Regions from separate parts of the Nomascus leucogenys genome. Here region 2 is linked to region 1. The links are chromatin contacts, called in public Hi-C maps. All regions are on one chromosome and are shown on one strand. The core of a region is the stretch at or near the end of the contact, and the rest is flanking DNA. Distances in the headings are between cores, read along the strand shown.

Region 1 (3,476 bases), core at 407-2,906:
GAAGCGGATCTTGTTATGATTGTCTCTGAAAGGATGGGTGGCACTTAGATTTAGGAGAAGAAGGAGACAGAGCCCGGCATTCATTTCAAAGGCCTGCTCTTGGGCTCTAGCCCCTTCTACTCAGGAGGGGCCCAGGAAGCTGCATTCAGAAGGAGGATGACCTCGGGCCTGACTCAGAGAAGCCCTGCCCTGGAGGTAAAGAGCATAAACTCGAGTCAGAACTCGGTTCCAATCCCAGCTCCTCTACTCGTTGGCTCTGTAAAGCACTCAGCACCTCTGAGTCCCACTTTTCCTGCCTGGTGTCCAAGGGCTAGAGAGGAAGGCGGGGGAAAGTATGGCAGGAGTAGGGTCCTGGCAAGCCCTAGAGGTATGCTAAGAGAATCCTGGACCAGTAGCTCTGTGACTCCCAGCCCATGACGTGGCCTCACTGCCTCAGCTGCTTGCAAGCACAAGCTTGGAGCTGCCTTCTTCTGGACTCTGGGGTATCCATCTCCTTGACCTGGCCATGAATGGATTTGACTGTGTGATATGCCTGAAATGACCCCCAGTGGGTCAAAGCACCCCAGCTTCCATGACACTCTCAAAAGGGCCTATGGCCCCAAAGCTAACACCTGGCTGACCGCACCCCTCTTGTCTCCCCAGGGCCCACCGGAACGACATGGAGACCATCTACCCCTTCCTTTTCCTGGGCTTCGTCTATTCCTTTCTGGGTCCTAACCCTTTTGTCGCCTGGATGCACTTCCTGGTCTTCCTGCTGGGCCGTGTGGTACACACCGTGGCCTACCTGGGGAAGCTGCGGGCACCCATCCGCTCCGTGACCTACACCCTGGCCCAGCTCCCCTGTGCTTCCATGGCTTTGCAGATCCTCTGGGAAGCGGCCCGCCACCTGTGACCAGCAGCTGACGCCTCCTTAGCCACCAGACCATGGGCCAAGAGCCGCTGTGGCTGTACCTGGGGACTTGATGTTCCTTCCAGATTGTGGTGGACCCTGAGTCCTGGTTTCCTGGCAGCCTGCTGCACGTGTGGGTCTCTGGGCCCGGTGGGCCTGTGTGTGTGCCTGTATGTGTGTGTGTGTATGTGTGTGTATGTGTATGTGTGTGTGTGTGTGTGTGTGTGGTTTTTCCTAGACCCGTGACCTGACATGTGTGATTTTTAGTCATTAAATGGAAGTGTCTGACCAGCTCGGGCCAGCACCTCGTCTTCGGTTGCGCGTTCCCGGTGTTCCCTGCTGCCCAAGCTGGCCTGATGCTCCAGTGCACTGGGCGTTCTTGCCGGTGACTGTCTAGAGCCAGTTTGGCGGGACAGGATCTCTGGCGCAGACACCAACGCGCCCTGGCTGGGTGTTAATCACACAGCAAGCAGCAGCCTCCTGCCTCCCGTTGGGGCGGGTAAGGTGGCATCTGGCGAGGGGAGCCAGGAGCACCCAAATCCTGCCCCGACCAGGTTACCCCTCCCTGCGGGGCTGCCCCGCCCGCGGGCTGCCATTATCAGCTCAGTCAACGAGGACACAGAGACTCCGGGAGGCCAGCGCCCGGAAGTGCAGGGCCAGGTCTGAAAGGCGGGGCTGCCAGGCTCCCAAGGTTCCTGGGCGGAGCCCCTGTGCTTCACGGCCTCACTTTCCCTGAACGCCCCCTCCCAGCACCCCGAGGCCGGAGCCCCTCTGACGGATGGGACCTGCCGTGCCGGGGGTTCTCCGGCAGCGCAGGGACCCCAGGCCCCGCCAGAAAGTGCTGTGAGGCCCCGGGTCCCGTTCGGAGCTGAGAGAGGAAACACTGCCCCCTGGTGGTAAGGGGACGCCTCTGTTTTGGGCCGCGGCGGCTCTCGGGAGAGAAACGGGAAGGGCGCGATCCAGTATTGAGCACCTACTGTTTGCTAAGCGTTGGGCTGGGCATACTAGTTGGATTTTTTTCCAACTTATGTCTATAATGCAAGCACTTTGGGAGGCCGAGGTGGGAAGATCTGAGCCCAGGGGTTTGAGACTAGCCTGGGCAACAGAGCCAGATCCCCTTTCTACCAAAAAAAAAAAGAAAAAAAAAAAAAAGAATTAGCCAGGTGTAATGGTGCCTGCCTGTGGTCCCAGCTACTCAGGAGGCTGAGGCGGGAGGATCGCTTGAGCCTGGGAGGTTAAGGCTGCAGTGAGCTGAGATCCCACCACTGCACTCCAGCCCGGGCAACAGAGGGAAACTGTCTCAAAAAAAAAAAAAAAAAAAAAAATCCCCAAAACAATCCGAGGCGGGAGGGATTTCTGCTTTTTAGATGAGGAAGATGAGGCTTTTTAGATGAGAGAGGCGAGGTTCATAGGAAGGAGGCTTGTGGGGGGGTCCCCTCACAGGGGAGAGGTGACTTGCCCGCTGTCCCTGGGCTGGGACACTCTAAGGCCAGAGGGAGGACAGACCCCAGGGCAGGGCCCATCCAGGAGGCGAACCCAGTGTGCATTTTTGTTGTGGTTGTTGTTGTTGTTTTAGATGGAGTCTCACTCTGTCACCCAGGCTGGAGTGCAATGGCGCCATCTCGGCTCACTGCAACCTCTGCTTCCCAGGTTCAAACGATTCTCCTGCCTCCACCTCCCAAGTAGCTGGGGTTACAGGCATGCGCCACCACACCCGGCTACTTTTTGTATTTTTAGTAGAGTCAGGGGTTTCACCATGTTGGCCAGGCTGGTCTCAAACTCCTAACCTCAAGTGATCTGCCTGCCTCAGCCTCCCAAAGTGCTGGGATTACAGGCGTAAGCCACCGTGCCTGGCCACAGCAGTGTGCATTTTTATATTTATATTTCCCTTCCTGGGGAAAGAGGGGCTCTATGGGCAAAATAACCTGCTGGGAACCCATGGGACCCAGGTGAGCAGGGGCATCGGATGCCCATGGCAATACTGTGAACCTGGGGCGTGGGTGAAGGAGGCGGCCCCCGCCACACTGGAGCTGCAGAGACCACGAGACCTTGAGGTCCCCTCCCCGGCACCACCCCTGTTCTGTCGGTTTGCGAGTGCCTCCTCAGGGTGGGGTGGTGCCCGCCGCTGGGGTGGCAACCTTATCCTGCTCCCCGCCCCATGCAGTTCTAGCCTGGGGTGGGCAGGCTCCGCAGGACACCTGATGGAGGCAGATGGGGCCTTTTCACCCCTGCTGGGGAGCAGCTGCCTGGTGAGGGGGCAACTCACCTGCGTTGCGGGGTGAAAGACCCGTTTCAAGGGGACTGTCCAAGCCAAGAGAGCGAGGAACAAAGACAAGAGCTCAGCAGCTCTCCCCAGTCCCCTCCACCTTGAGCCTGGGAAGTGGAGGGCGGTGGGGAGAGTTGGGGAGGGGAAGGGTGAGGGTTGATGGTGTGGAGGGGAGATGTAAGGAGGGCTGTGGGGGTGGGGGGAGGGAGTGGGGTTGGGGGAGGGATGGGGTATGAAAGGGAGGTGTGGGGGGTGTGAAGAAGAGGTGGGTATGGAAGGGAGGGGTAGGGGTGGGGTGGGTGTTGGGGATGAGTGTGGGGG
Region 2 (3,476 bases), core at 501-3,000, 40 kb before region 1:
CAGTCTCCACAAACGTAAGAAATAAATTCCTGTTGTTTAAGCACCTAATCTGTGGCAATTTATTTATTTATTTATTTATTTTAGAGCGAAGGTCTTGTTTCGTCACCTGGGCTGGAGTGCAGTGGCACCATCATGGCTCCCTGCAGCCTCAAACGGCTGGGCTCAGGGGATCCTCCTGCTTCAGCATCCCGAGTGGCTGGGACTATCACACCTGGCGATGGCATTTTATTATGGCAGCCTGAGCTGACTAAGGTAGACAACAGGAAAAGAAGCTTCCATGCACTCCTCTTTGGGGAGTCTGAACTTTCCAAGGCCTGCCTCCCTCGCCGGCAGGACGCTGGAACACGTTCAGTGATAGGCGCTCTGGGCCTGAGGCTGTGCATCCCATGTCCCAAGAGCCTCTCTGGTGTTAGAAAATGTTCTTTCTTTCCTTGTGATTAAGGAGAAATCTGCCTTCCTGGACCTCTCCACCCCTGGGGCCCGTCTCTACTACTCTACTATTTGGGTTTCTAGAACCCTCCCATCTCCTTTGGAGACATCCTCTTTCTTTTGTTTTCTTTTCTTTTCTTTCTTTATTTTTTTTTTTTGAGATGGAGTCTCACTGTCGCCCAGGCTGGAGTGCAGTGGCGTGATCTCGGCTCACTGCAGGCTCTGCCCCCCGGGGTTCATGCCATTCTCCTGCCTCAGCCTCCTGCGTAGCTGGGACTACGGTGCCCGCCACCTCGCCCGGCTAATTTTTTGTATTTTTAGTAGAGACGGGATTTCACCATATTAGCCAGGATGGTCTCGATCTCCTGACCTCGTGATCCGCCCGCCTCGGCCTCCCAAAGTGCTGGGATTACCGGCGTTAGCCACTGCGCCCGGCCCTTTTCTTTTTTTTGAGACAGATTCTCGCTCTGTCACCCAGGCTGGAGTGCAGTGGCACCATCTCAGCTCACTGCAACCTCCGCCTCCCAGGTTCAAGCGATTCTCCTGCCTCAGCCTCCTGAGTAGCTGGGATTACAGGTGCCGGCCACCACGCCCAGCTAATTTTTTGTATTTTTAGTACAGACGGGGTTTCACCATGTTGTCCAAGCTGGTCTTGAACTCCTGACCTCATTGATCCTCCCGTCTAGGCCTCCCGAAGTGCTGGGATTACAGGCGTGAGCCACTGCGCCCAGCCTCAGCCTTTCTCCTAATCATCACCTTGCCCGGGGTGGGTCCTAACTGCTGGGAGCCCCCAAGCCTCATCTTAACAAGCTAGAGCCATAGCCCAGATGAGGGGATGGGGGAATGACAGGAAGTCACCGGGCCATGGTTGCAAAGGTGGCGAATGGCAGAGGAGCTGGGACACACCCACAGGGTGTCTGACTGTGATTTTAACTGCTCTTCCACACCTCTGTGAATGAATGAATGAATGAATAACACATGTTCTACTACCAGACTTCGTTTTTCAGAAATAGAGCAACCCTTTGGAAAAATCATAGGTCCCGTCACTAACAAGTTGAATTTAGTTATCAAGTCACTTTCTTGGTTAGAGAAGAGGAAAGGGGAGGAGATGGGAAGAGGAAGAGGAGGAGGGAGGATGAAGAAGCTCTGACAGGACCCAGTAGTGCAGGGCAGAGGGTGTCTCCGGAGGAAGTTTCCCTTCACTGTGGCAATTTCCTGAGGTTTGGTCTTGGCCTCTCGCAGCAAACAGGGTCTTCATCTGCCCAGCATCTGAACCCTAACCGCAGAGGGTTGAGAGACAGAGGAGGGGGCCCCCACAGGGCCTGTGGTTTGAGTGAGGAAAGCAATTGTGTAAAAGCGGAGAGCCTTTCCACAGCCCAGGGCCAGTCCCTGCCTGAGTCATGCTTGAGACAGAGGGAGGAGCAGGCAGGATCCTGGAGCCCCCTGGATTTCAAGCTGGCCGCGGCCTCCCGAGTGACGTCACTGTGGTCATTGCCTGATGAGCTCAGGCAGAGGCGCCTGGGGACGGGGTAAGTGGTGAGAGGGAGGGCCACGGCTGTCTCGGGTGAACCCCAGGCTCCGGTTGGAGACTCTGCTGTGGCAAGAGGTCCACCCCACCCCCGGGCGCCATCTGGGGACGCTCCGGCATCCCATTCCAATGGCTCTTCTGCCAGGGCCTCACCCTGGCTCTTGGTCTCGGGCCTGCTGTGTTTGCCTGCCTAGGTGTGCGGGTCAATCTGTGCAGAGCTAGGGAGCAAGTGATCACTGGGAGCAAAGACAGCTGTCAGCCAGGAGGGAGAAGCATTTCTTCCCGCTAGGATCACGGCCAATTCAGAGGCCCTAGACCATGCTGTCCCCAGAACCTGGGTGCATTGCTGATGACGAGATCCCAGCCGGGGGTCAGGCCTCCCAGGACTGTCAAGCTGCGCTGCTTGGGTCCCTGGCTCCAGGGGTGGGGGTGGGGCTGAATGGCAAGGGACATGGCTGGTCCGTTCCAGGCTCCAGCGTCAGAACCCTTTGGGAATAAGATTACCCAGCCCTGTGCTCTGGGCTGAGCAATCAACTCTAGTGCACACACTCCTTTACTGTGGTTCTGAGATAGTTAATTGGAATCTGGATACTCTGGGTAAAGTCAGAACATCCAACTGGGCCCAGCATGGGAGATCAGCTTGATGAGTCTCCCGCACCCTACTCTGGGCATCAGCAGAGTCAGTTCTCTGAAGAGTCATTTTCACATATATCACATAGATAGAGAGGTAGGCAGGTTGGTAGGTAGGTAGATAGGTCAATAGGTAGGTAGGTAGGTAGACATAGGGATCTATCTATCTATCTATCTATCTATTATCTATCTATCTATCTATCAATCATCTATCTATCATCTATCTTACTGTAGTTTAACACAGACATTTGTTGAGTCATGTCACTCCTCTGAACCTCAATTTTCTCATCTCTAAAATGGGGATATTAGGCCAGGCGAGGTAGCTCACGCCTGTAATCCCAGCACTTTGGGAGGCCAAGGCAGGTGGATCACCTGAGGTCAGGAGTTCAAAACCAGCCCGGCCAACATGGTGAAACCCCGTCTCTACTAAAAAATACAAAAAAATTAGCCATGTGTGGTGGCACGCACCTGAAGTCCCAGCTACTCGGGAGGCTGAGGCAGGAGAATTGCTTGAGACTGGGAGGCAGAGGTTGCAGTGAGCCAAGATCACGCCATTGCACTCCAGCCTGGGTGACAGAGCAAGACTCCGCCTCTAAAAAATATAAAATCAAATAAAATAGAGATAATAATAGACCTATCTCCTAGGATTGCTACATGAGGACAATGAGCTGAGCTACATAAAGCACTGAGCATAGTGTCTGGCAGGTAAAGTTGGCCAATTATGTCATCAACATTGTTATATAATAATAATTATTATCATTAATTTTATTGCCAAATTAATAATAATTTTATTATTAATTTGGTGTCCCAGCCTGAGCTGAAGCTCTGTCTCTTGGCCACCCTGTCCAGGAGGTATGAGCCTGTTTTCTTGAGCCAGATCTTCTGCTTG

The links. Hi-C and Micro-C count contacts between places; a contact is called where the count stands out from the background.
Region 2: a contact with region 1 is called in a Hi-C map of a lymphoblastoid cell line, with 2.9 times the contacts expected there. The contact joins two enhancer-like sites. A contact is called at or near these places in 2 of 4 Hi-C or Micro-C datasets (a lymphoblastoid cell line and an unstated tissue).

Annotation. Positions count from the first base shown.
Region 1 is chr8:105,861,436-105,864,911 of Asia_NLE_v1, reverse strand. PTGES (prostaglandin E synthase) reads left to right here. Exons shown (of 4, transcript XM_003264236.4): 4 at 643-1,198. The coding sequence ends at 892. Among named protein-coding and RNA genes, the nearest start is that of PTGES, 15 kb to the left of the region's middle. Within about 2 kb of position 1,656, the one cell type or tissue checked has an H3K27ac peak away from gene starts, as active enhancers do. A contact at or near this core is called in a lymphoblastoid cell line, where this site is marked.
Region 2 is chr8:105,901,220-105,904,695 of Asia_NLE_v1, reverse strand. No RefSeq gene overlaps it. Among named protein-coding and RNA genes, the nearest start is that of PTGES, 25 kb to the right of the region's middle. Within about 2 kb of position 1,750, the one cell type or tissue checked has an H3K27ac peak away from gene starts, as active enhancers do. A contact at or near this core is called in a lymphoblastoid cell line, where this site is marked.